Linked DNA regions of Sus scrofa: region 1 is linked to region 2. A link is a contact called in public Hi-C data. All regions are on one chromosome and are shown on one strand. Each heading gives the region's core, a stretch centred on a gene start, on an enhancer-like site or on the middle of the called end of the contact. The rest is flanking DNA. Distances are from core to core; before and after follow the strand shown. Region 1 overlaps MISP (mitotic interactor and substrate of PLK1). Region 2 overlaps ARID3A (AT-rich interactive domain-containing protein 3A).

Region 1 (7,068 bases), core at 3,220-5,719, 160 kb before region 2:
CCATTTGATGGAAGAAGAGATATGTTTGTAGGGGACCCAAAGTCAGCAGAGGGGCAGAGCAGGACAGAGCCCTAGCCTGGGGTACGAAAGCCCCATCTGTGTCCCCTCCCCGTAGACTGACTGCTGTGCCCCATGGCCCATTTGCTTTGCAGACCCTGGGCTGGCAGGTGCTCTGCCCCCGACCAGGAATCAGGCAGGACAGGGAGTTCCTGTCTTGGCTCAGTGGTTAACGAATCCGACTGAACCATGAGGTTGCGGGTTTGATCCCTGGCCTCGCTCAGTGGGTTAAGGATCTGGCATTGCCGTGAGCTGTGGTGTAGGTCACAGACACGGCTCAGATCTGGTGTTGCTGTGGCTCTGGCGTAGGCTGGCGGCTACAGCTTGGATTCGACCCCTAGCCTGGGAACCTCCATACACTGCGGCAGCTGCCCTAGAAATGGCAAATAGACAAAAAAGAATCAGGCAGGACAGCTGAGCGCCTGGGGCGACCTGCCACCAGTCTCCAGCCTCAGTGGGCCTGGCCTGGCCCATCCCAGTGTTTTCTGGCACCTTTGGTGTTCTCGTTTGGTCCTTTATGTAGAAGCGGGCTGGGGGATCCTCCCAGCCCTGTGACCCCCTTCCCCCCAGCTCAGAAGGGTTAAGTGGGATTTGAACCCAGGCCCAGCTGAACCCCCAGAGACTAGGAAGCCAGGCTTCTCCCAGAAGGAGTTCTCTGGGGAAATGGCCCCAAAGGGTGGGGTGGACTGGAATGAGCCAGGCGGCCCACTGGGGCTTCAGAATTGGACTCTGCTGAGAAACAGCAGCTGGTTCATAGAACTGCTGGGTGAGCCTGAGCAGTTCTGAGAGGTGGTGTCAGGGCCAGACTCAGCTCCTCCTGCTCTGTGCGCTGGGGGCCCTGGGGGCCGAGGGGCAGGGCGCAGTGGGCGTGGTGCCTGCCCAGCACTCAGCCAGCGTCATCTTTCTCCTCCTCTGGACTTTGTCTGGAGCCCAGGTGGGGCCTGGGGGGGAGAGGGCACACCTGCTTCCCAGGGCGGGGCCCTGTCCCCTGGCAACCTGGGGCAGAGCAGGCTGGGAGGTCTCTGTGCTGTCCACACGGAGCCAGGCTTAGAGGTTGTTACAGGTGGAGAGCCAGCAGGTGAGGGCCAGGCAAGTGTCCCATGTGGGGTGGGGTCTGCTTTGGCATGGGATTTTGTGTGCCAGGGGCCCCATCTGGTCAGCTGGGGGGCTGTCAAGGGGAAGGGAGGGAGCCCCCATCACCAGCCCTTCCCCACCCCATTTCTCCTGGGCCCAGTGAGGCCCCAGGGGCTGGGGGGGGGCCTCCCCTTCCTCCACCCCCAGGCTGGCTCCAAGGCCTGAATCAAGTCCTTTTTACTCCGTACCTGCCCAGGGGAGCAGAGGCCTGTTATGAACCTTGCTGGGGTCCCGGTCCCCACCTTGGGCTTCAGGCCCCCAAATCTGAACCCAGACCCTCTAATGCATCCCAGGGCCAGAGGCACAGCACCCTCCCCAGCCCCCCACTGCTCCAGGGATTCTGGAGTTTTCTGGAGAGATGCTTATCAGCACCAGCAGAGTCTGGCTTGGGGAGCCTTGAGCTGCCTGCCCCCCACACACACCATGGGCTCACAGGAGGTGGTAAGACAGTCTCAGCGTGTGGGGGTGTCTAGCCTCGGAGAGGATGGCTGGGATCCCATGGGGCCGGGCAGAAACTGACCCAGTGTCCAGGGGTGTCAGGGGCCTGGGGCTCTGCCCAGCTAGGGTCCCAGGGACTGTGCCCCAGGGGATGGAAGAGACCCCTTGGAGCCCCTCCCTACTGGGTGGCCGACCCAGCCCTGGGCTCCTACAGCAGACCTTTGCCTGAGGGCTGGAAGCCAGTTGAGGCAATGAGGAAGCAGGTGTGTGGAAACAGGGGCCATAAATTCAGTTTCAGTTTGGTATCCACAAGGTGCACAGCAGGGCTGGGAAGGAGAAATCCAGGGGGCCTTCCCAGAGAGGAGGAGCCTGACGGGGCTTGAGGGCTCAGGCTTCGGCACCTGTTGCTCCATCCCTCACTCTGTGAGGTCCTCATCTCTCTGGGCCTTGGTTTCCTTTGCTGTAAGCTGGGGACAAGAATGGCCCCCTCATCACAGGCTCTTACAAGAAGCAAACAAGGAGGCAGGAGGCTTTGATGGATAGATTGACACATTTGCATGGCGCCTCCGAGGGCTCCTACATCAGTCTTCCCTACTGGGGTTTCTCTGCCCCAGGCTTGGGCTCAGGCCTCCTTGCTCCTCCCCAGGCCCTGTGGGGGTGGGGATGGGGGCTGCCATGTCCCATTTTACAGAAGGGGAGACAGGCTTTGCAGGAGGGAATGCCTGCCCAAGGGTCACTCTGTGATCAGTGGTGGCTCTAGGTTTAAATAGTAATATCACAGTGACAGCATTTATCTAGCACCTACTCTACACCAGGCACAGGACTGAATTTCTGTGGCAGCCCTTTCACGGCGGTCACTGCATGCTCTGCCCCATCCTGAAGGCCAGAGGGGAGTGGAGACTGACCAGGGACCAAGCCAGTGGGGCCCTGGGGCCTTGAGCCTTGCCCTGGCCTCAGTGAATCACCCAGGAGGAATGACCTGGGGAGGGAGTGGTGCCCTCAACCTTGCCCCACCCGCCAGGAGACCCGATACCCTCTGGGTGTGCAGTTCGCCACCCCCCACCTGAGTTAATGTCCTATGTGGCTTATAAACCCTCCTGGGTGAGCCTCCAGCCACTCACAAGGCCAACACTCCTGTGTCACCTCTGCCACACCCCACCCCAGGGCCCCTGGTGTGGGGACTGGAAGGAAACAGACCTGCCCAGCCCCTTGAGGGGGGGCTCAGGACGGGGGGGCAGACCACAAGAGGCAGGCATCCAGGCCAGAATGTGGGCTCTGAGGACCAGAGTGAGACCACAGCTTGTTCAGCAGCTTTTATTAAGTGCCCGCTGTGTACCCAACCCTGGGCTGTGGGACAGGATGCTTATACCTAGGTCCCTGCCAGGGAGAGGGTCCTACTGATACCTTCAGACTGAGGAGGCAGGTCTTAAATAACCTTCTTCCTCTTTCAGAGATGCGTGCATCCCCATGGGGCCTGTGGGGTCACTGGGATAGAGGTTCAGCCAAGCCTGCTTGTTTTTTGTTTGTTAAAGGGCCACACCCTGGAAGTTCCCAGGCTAGGGGTTGAATCAGAGTTACAGCCGCTGGCCTATACCACAGCCACAGCAACTCAGGATCCCAGCCACATCTGTGACCTACACCACAGCTCACAGCAATACCAGATCCCTAACCCACTGAGTAAGTCCAGGAATCGAACCCACATCCTCATGGATAGTAGTCAGATTGGTTTCCGCTGAGCCATGATGGGAACTCCCAAGCCTACTTGTTTTAAATACTGTTTTCCTAATTATGAGTTAGACGGATTGGGTGATACTAATGGGTTAGTTGTAACACGGTTCCCCATTATAGAGACCCTCAGGGAGGGTCTGCATTTTTCTTTTTTTCTTTTTTCACCACCCTACTGCATATGGAATTACTGGGCCGCAGTTGCAACCTAGCCATGGCAATGCCAGGGATTGAACTTGTGTCCCATCGCTCCTGAAACACCACCGAACTGTTGCGCCACGGTGGGAACGCCTATATTTTTCTTTAAAAAAAAAAATACATTTAGGAGTTTCTGTTGTGATTCAGTGGGTTAAGAACCTGACATAATGTCAAGGGTTTGATTCCTGGCCTCGCTCAGTGGGTTTAAGGATCCAGCATTGCCCTGAGCTGTGGTGTAGGTCGCAGATTCAGCTCAGATCTCGTGTGGCTGTGGCTCTGGTGTAGGCCAGCAGCTGCAGCTCCGATTTGACCCCTAGCCTGGAACTTTCATATGCCACAGGTATAGCCCTAAAAAGAAAACAAAAAACGAAAAATAAAACAAAGCAAAACAAACCAACCCTCCCCCAAACTACAGTTAGCTTTTATAAACAAGTTGGCGTAAAAAGGCATCAATATACCCATAGTTGTGGGGGCCCCAGGGGCCCAAGGAGAGGGCAAGGACTGCCCCCCTTCCTTTCCTTGGCTGTAAAAAGGTGATGCCACAATGCTGAGCAAGTGCATGGGAGATACTCAGGCCAGAGGGCAGGGACGAGCTGGGGGCTCCCTGGAGGAGGTGTCATGTGGGTTGCAGCAAAAAAAGCTATGCAGGTGCAGAAATGAGGGTCCTCCAGGCAGAGGGAGGAGGAGGTTGGGACTTGGAGGTCTGGCACCTGGAGAGCTTAGGGGTCTGAGCTAAAGCCAGGTGGTGAGATTGGGTGCTCTGGAGAGGGTGTGAGGGTACTGTTCTGGAGATGCCAGGAGCCTTGGAGATGTGACAGCAGGTACCTGGCCTTGGTGAAGGCTCCTGGAGCTGTGCTCAGACAGCTCAGGAGTGGGGGCTGGGCCCCCTGGGGCACTGCCTGGCCCAGGGCGTTGCCTGGCCCAGGAGGACAAGGTCCAAGGCGCTCCCTAGCCCATCCTGGCTTTATGGCGCTGAGGTGGGGGATTGTCTTGATGGGAGGAAGTGTCCCACTGGACAGGTGCAGGGAAAGGAACCAGGATGTGGGAGTCTCTGCCCGTCACCACCCTGCTCTGGGCCTCAGCTTCCCCACGGACATCCCTCAGCAAGGGCAAGCCCACAGGGACCTTCTGTAAACATCAGATGAAAAAAAGCACAGAAGGAACCTCAGTGTGTGTTTCCCCTGGGAGACAAGCTGTCTGGGGGTGGTGCTGGGTTGACATGGAGAGCTGGGTAGGAGAAGAGAGGAAGGAGCAGGGTAGCAAGGAGCTCAGGTTGTACCAAGTCCGGGATATGAGGTGGGAGGGGTGCCTGCCAGTGTTAGAAGCACAGGAGGCAAGTTGCTGGGTCAGTACAGGGGCTCTCAGGGATTCAGGTGTGGCTGGATCCAGGAGCTCAAACAATGTTTTTAGGATGCTGTGTTGAGGTTAGCAGTGCTCTTAAGCATGCTCTGTCCACAAGGGGACACATGGTTTCCCAACAGTTCTTGGCTGCATACCACCAGCCTAACAAACCCAGCGGAAGAGGGTCCAATTTTCCAGAATGATTGCAAAGTTAATTGTGAAATCCAAGGATTTCACGTACTTGGCTGGATTGGGTCACATTTCCATCCCTGAGTCAGTCACAGAGGTCAGAGGGTGGAATGCTCTGACTGGCAGGGCTGGGTCACTTGCGCTTCCCTGAGCTAATCACAGAGGCCACCTGGGCAGGACTTTGCCCTCAGAGGACTGAGAATCATCCCTCTCCCTAAGTTTTCTGACGTGGTGGCTGAATTGTCCTTCTCCTCCTCAGTCAACCCAGACCATCTACACTCTGGGAAACTGTGGTGCACGGAGACCCCCAGAACATGGACCGAGTGACCAGATACCCCATCTTCAGCATCCCCCACTCACCCCGTGTGGCTGGTGTGGCCTTTGATGACGGGGACACCAGCTACACGTTCGAGCTGGTGGGTGTGGCCAGTGGCTGGGGCCAGGACAAGCCGCAGGCATGGCCCGCTGACCACGAGGCCTCACTGGAAATGGCGTGGACAGAGAGGTCGCACGGCCCGCAAGCCTTCACTGCGCAGCCACCCCCATGGCCGGAGGATGACGAAGACGAGGAGGTGAAAGCCTGCCACCTGGAGGCCCAGCACGTTCCACCCCGGCGGCCCTGGGACCTGGAGCAGGAGCGCCGGCTGGTCATCCAGGACCAGGCCGTCAGGAGGAGTGACACGGTGGCCACGCTTCACTTCCATGGGGAGCCCAGGACCCCCAACCTCCTGCCGTCCACAGCCCTGGAGGAGAATGGGATTGACCGCGAGCAGATTGACTTCCTGGCCGTCAGGCAGCAGTTTCTGAGCCTGGAGCAGGCGAACCCGCCCCCCGGGGTGGCCCACGTGAATGTGGGGGCCCCTCGGAACACGCCACCTGGGGCATCCCAAGGGAATGCAGGGGCCCCTCGGAACCCCCCACCTGGGGTGACCCAGGCCTCCAAAGCCTGGAAGGGGCTGCCCCTGGCCAATGGGTATGTGGTCCCAGTCAAGCCCCAAGCAAAGGAGGTGGTCATGGAAGAGAAGAGGGTCCACAGTTTGCCCACCAGGTCTGGCGTCCCAGCCGTGGATGACCGTGGTTCCCAGGCCCGAGACCGGTCCCCAGAGCCCCCCAAGGAGACGCCCATTGAGCGGGAGATCCGGCTGGCCCAGGAGCGGGAGGCGGACCTCCGAGCACAGAGGGGGCTGCAGCAGGCGGCCGGCCACCAGGAGCTGGTGGAGATCCCGGCCAGGCCGCTGCTGAACAGAGTGAACCTGGCTGTGGGGCCGTGGCGGGACAGGGGGCGCCCATCACTCTACATGCAGCGGGACATTGCCCAGGAGTCACAGCGTGAGGAGGACCACCGGCGGGAGGGCCTGCAGGTGGGCCGGGCATCCACGCCCGATGGGTTCTCTGAGGGCCCCCAGCCTCCACTCAGGAGGGCCCACAGCTCAGACTCCATCCTGGGCCCCGCCCCAGATGCCCGCGCGGCCAGCCCCACTCCAGAGGTGAGGAAGGTGAACCGCATCCCACCGGATGCCTACCAGCCATACCTGAGCCCCCAGAAGCCCGCAGGAGAACTCCCAGTCTTCTGCACCTATGGCAAGCCCAGCGGTCTCTCTGCAGGTGAGACCAGGGCTGTGGGCTCTCCGAAGGCCACACAGTCTCCAAGGCATCCCTCAGAATCCTCTGGCACAAAGCAGGAGCCCCCCCGCCAACCCCTGCCCACCAGCGGGAGTGTCGTGCGATGGAAGTACTTTCGCCTGCGTCCCCTGCGCTTCAGGGTCCCCAGTGAGCCTGAGAAAGCTGAGGCCCCCCGAGTGTGGGGCTGGGAGGTGGCTGGGGCACCAGCCTTGAGGCTGCAGAAGTCCCAGTCGTCTGAGCTGCTGGAGAGGGAGGTGGAAAGTGTCCTGCGGCGGGAGCGGGAAGTAGCCGAGGAGCGGCGGAGTGCTCTGTACCCTGAGGTCTTCTCCCCAACTCCAGATGAGTACTGTGACCAAGATTCTA
Region 2 (7,307 bases), core at 328-2,827:
TCTCCTTGGGGCGTGGCCGGCTGCTCCCCACATGTGGCTCTGGCTGCCCTCTCCAGCCTAGGGGACTGTGCTCCTCCTTGTGGACAGAGGGCCCATCCTGCCCTCTGCCTTGGTTTCCCTCCCATTCCGCAGGCAGGGGCCACCTGTGGTTGGGCTCCTGTTCATCTCGTCCTCTAAATGGAAAACAGGCAAAGCCTTGAGGGGGCTGGTTCCCCTCACCACCCCGAACTGGACTCCTGACATTCCCTGGGGTCAAGGGAACACAACTGGAACTTTGTGTGTGAGTTACATTTAAGGATTCGCTGGGAGTTCCCTTCGTGGCTCAGTGATTAACACACCCGGCTAGGATCCATGAGGACGCAGGTTCGATCCCTGGCCTCATTCAGTGGGTTAAGGATCTAGCGTTGCCATGAGCTGTGGTATAGGTCGCAGATGTGGCTCGGATCCCACGTTTCTGTGACTGTGGCATAGGCTGGCTCCGATTTGACTCCTAGCCTGAGAACTTCATATGCCAAGCGTGAGGCTCTTAAAAAAAAGGATTTGCTGAATATTTGCCATATGCCCTGAGTCTGACCCTCAAGGAGCTCCAGGCCACAGCCCCTGTGGGGTTGGGTGGGGGGGTTTGGAGTGGCCAGGCCAGGCAAGGTCCAGGTCAGATGTCTTGACCACAGAGCCCCCTAAGCATGTCAGGAACAAAGGCCCTCCTGGGGTCATTGTCCTGCTTGTCTGGGATGCACTGATGATGTCTTAAGGACACCCAGGTGGGGAAACTGAGGCCAGACACAGGGAACCTGTGTCTTGCTGTCAGTAGTCTCACAGCCATCAGTCTCGTATTTACAAAGCACCTGCTAGAAGCCCAGCTGTCCTGTTGGGTTGTGGAGAAGGTCAGTAAACAGATGGGGAGGAAGCCAAGGCGGTGAGGGTGATGGCCTGGCATCAGGCTGGAGATGCTGGGTACATGGGGCAGGCCTCCTGGGACAGAGATTTGCTCCAGCTTTGTAGAAGGGCGCTCACACACAGGGCTGTGGTGCAGCTGGCAGAGGAATCGGCCCGTGCAAAGTCCCTGAGGTAGGAAGTGGCTTGGCTTGTGTGTATGGGCCAGACGCCAGTGGGCTGGGTCCCACAGTGGGTGGGATTGGATTCTGAGAGAGTGGGAGCTCCAGGAGATTGTGGGTGGGTGGGTGGGCTGGGGGCTGCCCTGCTGCCGGGATCTCATTCCTGCCTGCCTGTTCGTGGCAGGTCCAACTGGCCAGGCACCTGTGCAGCCAGTGTCAACAGTGGCCTGGGCTCAGCCAGCCCAGCAGATGTTGGGGTAAGGGGGAGGCGGGGGCTGTGTTGACTCTGGCGCCTGCCCCACCCCCTTCCTGGCACGTGGCAGCCGGGCCGGCCAGCCGCCTGCTTGGCACCATCTCTGCCTCTTCCTCTCCAGTCTTGGCAGGGCCTGGGCCTGACTTCCGCCCGAAAACCCTCGACAGCCGTGAAATTCTGCTGTCGGCTATGGGGTCTGGGGGGCAGCCAGGCTGGGGAGGGGCCAGAGCAGCAGGCTCATGGCCACGGAATCTTTCCTTGAAAGCCTAGAGCTGTACTGCTGTGGGGCCCCAGGGACATGCGCTGTCAGAGGCCAGCACTGGCTAGGATCGCAGTGTATCACGGGTGGTGACTAGGATCTCAGCCTGCTGCCATCAGACGTGGCATCCTGGTGCTGTCCTGTTGGCTTTCCGTCTCCAGCAGGGCTGCTCCTGGGGTCTCTAAAAAGTGTCATTGTGGGCTCTGTGAACCGGCAGACTCTTAACACAGCTTTTCAGCCACTTAAGGGTTTGACTCCTTACTCTCAACAACTCGAATGTTGGGATTTTTAAAGCTTAACTGGTGTAAAATTCACCCAATACAAATGTGATTCAGTGGTTTTTAGTATATTTGCAAGGTTGTGCAGCCATCACCACAGTTAAATTTTAGGACATTTTCGTTATCTCAAATATAAACCCATTTAAATGTAGCCTTTAGTTGTTATCCCCACCCGCAGCCCCTGACAACCAGGAACCCACTCTCTTGTCTGTGGATGCTCCTGTTCTGGACATTTTCCATCCATGGCATCCCACCCTGTGTGTCGTTCTGTGTCTGCTTCTCTCACTGAGCAGCGCAGTCTCCAGGTCTGTCCATGTGGTAGCAAGTGTCAGTGCTTCTCTTCTTTTCACGGCTGAGTGATGCTCCCATGTATGGAGGGACCACATTATCCATCACCCACTGATGGGCATTTGCGTTCTTTCTCCCTTGGCTTCTATGAACACGCACGTAGGAGTGTTTGCATGAAGTGTGCTTTCAGTTCTCGTGGGCATGTACCTAGGAGTAAGGTTGCTGCATCATATGGTAACTGCATTTAACTTTCTGAGGCACTGCTGCTGTTCACGGTGGCTGCTCCCTTTTGCATCCCCACCAGCCGCACAAGGGTTCCAGCTTCTCCACGTCCCTGCCGCCAGGGTTATGACTTTGATTCCAGCTGTCCTGGTGGGGGTGTTGGTGCTATCTCGCTGCGGTTTGGGTTTGCATTAAATGTTGGGATGGTTTTTTCCCTGCTTTCCAAGGTCACGTCCACTCTTCCACAGCTTGTAAATGAGCTCAGAGGTGCAGAGATGACCATTCTAGCTGGTATGTGTCGCCTCACTATGCACAGGCAGCAGACGGAGCGTCTCCCAGGTGTCTCATGTACCCTTACTGGATCCCACAGTCGTGGCGGGGGCACTGCAACTGCCCCGTTGTGCAGACAGGGAAACAGGCACAGAGCATTCGAGCAGCTTGCCCATGGTCACATGGGGGAGGTGTCGGAGCTGGGATTTGACCCCAGGGTCTCCTGGGATGGATGGTGAGGATCAGGGGTAACCCCCACTGGCTGCAGGTTTGGGGGGAGCCTGGGAGCCTCTGAGCCTGTTTCTTTGTCTGAAATAGGACTGGTTGGTCCAGGGCCCCACAGCGGGGTGCAGGATTCAGTGCCTGAACACGCAAAGACCCCCAGGCAGGAAAAGTCACCAGAGGCCTCAGGCTCCAGGCCCCAAGAGGCTGCCACGTCCTAGTTTTGAGCCCCATCCAGTCCCCTTCCCCTCCCCCTCCCTGGACCTCCCAGAGCCTGTGGCATTCCTGTCCTTGTTGTTCTTCCAATGTGTGGCCCTGAAATGGGCTCATGCAACTTGGGGTGAAGCTGTGGGCCTCACATGAACCCTCAGCAAGAGACTGGGGTCACATTTCATTTTTTTCACATCCTTACAGCTCACACAGACTTTTTTAAATTGTGGAAAATACACATATATATGTTTTTAAAGCCCCCTTTTGATCCCAGAAGTATCATTTGACATCATGGAGAAAAAAAGGGAAGGATTCCAGTGAGGCCTAAGGCCTGCCAGCCATCGCCCTGACCCGGTTGGCTTCAGCCACGGTTTTTCCTGGCCTTTCTCTGTCCATTTACACAGAAATGTGATCTTTTGGGGGTGGGGGTGTTGCTGCGAGGGTCCACCAAACACCGACCTGGGCAGGCTGCTCCTCTCATTTTCCTCTTGTCATCGTTACCCTGAGTCTGTCTGCTTTATCCGTGTTCCAGGGAGCCTGGTTCTTTTAAACTGTTGGAGTTTCCCCTGTGGGGCCGACACCAACACATTGGTCTGTGTTCCTGTCCCTCTGTTGTAAACACTGCAGTGAACATTTCTGGGCTCATGAGAGTTGCCTATGGTTGTGTGGGGTGGGGGTGGGAAGCAGGAATTGCTGGGGCTCCATGAGGAAGTAGCAGCTGTTTTTTCTTCATCCTGCCTGAGACCCCCCCCCCAGAGGCTGGGGAGGCCAGAGCAGTGGGCTTTGGAGCTGGGGCTTTGCAGGATATGTAAGAGTTGGCCAGATGGACAGAGAAGGGTTAGGGTCTGCATCTTGGAATGGTAGGGCTAGAACATACAGTGGGAGGAGCAGAACATCAGGGCAAACCAACAGTGGTCTAAAAAGGGGTCTGAGCAGAGTTTCAAGCTAGGGGAGGGGAGATGCTGGGGAAATGTTTCTGGGGTCTACGGTTTAGACAGGAGTGGAAGAGGCCAGTGCTACAGCTGGGCCTGTGGGGCTAGGAAGAAGGATGAGAATTTTTTCCAGCAGAGGAGTGTGTTCTGGGCAAAGGCTGGAGGTCAGGCACTGGGTTCCGAGCCCAGGGAGTTAATCTGGTGTGCCCCGGACACAGTGGGCCGGGGGCCAGCTCCGGCGCCGAGTGTCTTCCTGGGGCGCCAGGGGCCCTGGGCCCTGTGCCGGGGGCGGGACCTGTGCCGGGAAGCCCCTCGGGAGCCTGGCCCTGCCTGCCTGGGGCAGCACCCGCCTCATCAAAGCTGCTGTGGCTGCTGGCACAGAGCCAGCCAGGCCGTGGCGGGCACAGGGAGGGTGCCTGCCTGCCAGCCCTGGCACCGTGCCCCCGCCCGTGCCAGCCCCGGGAACCACACTGACTCAACCGGAAGAACCTTATCTGGCCCCGGCGCCGCCGCCCGGCAGCCCGGTCACCGCCATGGGGTCACCGCCGCTGTGGCCTGGCCCCACGCCCACCGCGGTTCCCCACCCTGGTGGCTGCTGCCAAGCGCCTGGCCCCTCCCCACGCTTTCTAATAACACACTCGGCTGCTGGAGGGAGTGGTGCTCGGCAGACAGAGTGTTGGCACTTGGCCGGGCAGGGGATGGGTGTGGGTGAGCATGAGGGTCCAGCCTCTGATGTGGGCATGGGAGGACATGGTGGCTATGCGTGGTCCCTGTGGGTGGATGGGGGGGTGTCTGGAGGGTGACCGTGTGTGTCAGGCTCTGGGGCATCTTGAGACTCTCTATGGTGTCTGTAACCATGCATGTGCTGGTACTGTGGCTCTCTGTGTGTCCATGTGCCTGTTCTGGGGTCATGTGAACCCATCTGCGGCATCTTTTCTTTGTATCTGTCACCTTAGAAACTTGCTCATGTGTCCCCGTGTCTGGAGTGTTAGTGTCCAGCTACATACACACCACATGATGTGGCCCCCACATGCATGCATGTGTTATTAAGTGAGCCCTGGGGTCTGAGCTTGTGTATCGCAGAGTGTGTTAACCCCAGGGCCGTGCATGTTTCCATGTGTAATGGGTGTCCATGTGTAATGGGTGACTGTCTCCTGTGGATGTTTTGTTTGCCCCTGGCTGTGTGCCTGGGGCTCTGCAGTCATACATGTGTGTGTGTGTGTGCGTGCGCGTGCGTGCGTGCGTGTGGTAGGGTGCCTATGCTTGCTGGTGAGTGAGGCTTGCATGCCCCCCACTGGCCCCACCGGCCCCACCATGTCTTGGGAGTGTGAGGTTGTGGTGGGGCATATTAACCATTAGCCAGAACCATGTTGCCCCGGTCAGTGGTTCACATAGGCAGCCCTGGCACAGGTCAGCCACCCACACCTGCCCACATAGGTTTCCAAGCCACCTTGCTGACACAGCCCCAGGGAGCAGGGAGGTGTGACCAGGGCCTCGGGGCTGCAAGGGGTCCCACTGATGGTTCTATCCCTTCCTCCCCTCACGTGCTATGTGATCTTGGGCAGGGGTCCTCCCTTATTGATCTGGGGGTGCCATTGGGGGCACTGGGCAGGGCTCACCAGCGCTGTGCCTCAGTTTCCCTGCCTGATACAAAGACCCTTCAACCCGCCAAGCTTTCTGATCTCAGCCAGCACCACCCGTGGAGACTTGGAGAGGTGACCTGGCCTCTCTGGAAGGCCTGGTAACCCCATCTGCTGACGCTGTCTGCTGCTGGGTCGTGCTCCGGGCGGGGTCAGGGGGCAGCTGGGGGTGCAGGTTGTGGGTGGGCACACGCAGGGGCGGGGTTGGACTGCCCTTCTCTGCTCGCCCAGCTGCGCTCAGCCAGAGGACAATCGGGGGTCACAGGGTTAAACGGTAACCAATCTGCCTATTGAAGGCCCCAGCGCGGGATGAAGCCTTGCCCCTTGGTCAGGGCTGGTGGGGGTCTCGTGGGGCCAGGGGGCAGGGGGCGGGGAGGGCAGAGAGTCAGCACCGCCGGCCACCCCTGCAAGCCTGTGGCCTCAGGGATACCTGCCTTCCAGACGAGGGATGAAGGATAAAGAAAACCACATATTCCAGGAGGAAATATGTCAGGGGCGAATGGTGCTCCCCAAAACTTATGTCTCCCCAAAAGCTCAGAACGGGACCTTGTTTGGAAATAGGGTCTTTACAGATATGGTGCAGTTAAGATTGGTCACACTGGCCTAGGGTGGCCCTGGATCCCGTGACTGGTGTCCTCATAAAAAGAGAAGAGGTGTAGAGACAGAAAACAGCCACTTGAAGACAGAGGCAGGGGTAGGGTGATGTGTCCCCAAGCCCAGGACACCCAGGGCCTCCAGAAGCTGGAAGGGGTGGGAAGGACTCTCCCTGGGGGCTTCCGGAGAGGCCCTGCCACACTGAGATTCCAGATGTCTGGACTCCAAAATTGTGAGCATGAACCCCTGTTCTGAGCCCCCCGATCTCTGGCCTCCAAGGAAATGAACACAAAAGCTCAAGAGGGGCTTGGGCCCCTGACTCTCAGGGCTTAGCTGTGCTGGGCAGATTCTCAGGGGCCTCGACCCCAGGCAGCCCCGAAAGCTCCTTTAGGGGTTGTTTTGGGGCTGGGGACCCCGACTGTGCAGCCCCTGGCAGAGGCCAGGCCCTCTGCGTGTGTCTGAGTCAGGTCCATCCACAAGCCTGTATGCCAGGCCTGCTCTGGCACCGGGGATGCACATGGGAACAAAGCAGACAGAAGCGGCCGCCCCCGTGGCGTCGTGGCAGTGGGGGCGTGGGGCCCAGTGGGCCAAGTGGGCGCGGCAGCCGAGGGCGGGCCGTCTGGGGCCATTATCTGTGAGCCAGCCAGCAGGCGAGGGCGTGTTTGTGTGTCTGTGTCTGGCTGGCTGGGCATGTCCATGTGCGCGGCAGACCACAGCGGGATGGCAGGACCTGCTGGGCTGTGGACAGGCCGTGGGCACATCAAGAGGGTCCACGTGTGGGGGTGGGGGGATGTGTCCAAATGGGGTGGGGAGTCCGTGAGTCCGTGTGCTGGCCACATGCATGTCCAGGTGGGGGGCCGTGTAGTGTGTCTAGGTGGGGCTGGGATTTCTCTCAAGGTTGAAGGGGTGTGAATCCTGCTGGTGTCTGTAGGGGTGGGTCTGGCATCTCTGTACAGGCTGGAGTGACCAGGAGGGGCCATGCTGGTCAGAGCCCTGTCTGTGCCATGAGGGGGGTCTCTGAAGGTCCCTGTGGCCACCCAGCTTCTGCCCTGTTAGGCTGTGCCCCCAACCCCCTACCTCATTG

What was found. Hi-C and Micro-C count contacts between places; a contact is called where the count stands out from the background.
Region 1: a Hi-C map of liver shows a contact between it and region 2, with 3 times the contacts expected there. The contact joins two enhancer-like sites. A contact is called at or near these places in 8 of 47 Hi-C or Micro-C datasets (alveolar macrophages, blood, embryonic fibroblasts and 4 more).

The regions. Positions count from the first base shown.
Region 1 is chr2:77,611,247-77,618,314 of Sscrofa11.1, reverse strand. It overlaps MISP (mitotic interactor and substrate of PLK1), which reads left to right. Exons shown (of 5, transcript XM_021084291.1): 2 at 5,342-7,068. The coding sequence starts at 5,397. Among named protein-coding and RNA genes, the nearest start is that of MISP, 4.3 kb to the left of the region's middle. Within about 2 kb of position 4,469, at least 21 of the 83 cell types and tissues checked have an H3K27ac peak or open chromatin away from gene starts, as enhancers often do. A contact at or near this core is called in liver, where this site is marked.
Region 2 is chr2:77,450,596-77,457,902 of Sscrofa11.1, reverse strand. All of the region lies in intron 3 of ARID3A (AT-rich interactive domain-containing protein 3A), which reads left to right. Among named protein-coding and RNA genes, the nearest start is that of ARID3A, 11 kb to the left of the region's middle. Within about 2 kb of position 1,577, at least 32 of the 83 cell types and tissues checked have an H3K27ac peak or open chromatin away from gene starts, as enhancers often do. A contact at or near this core is called in liver, where this site is marked.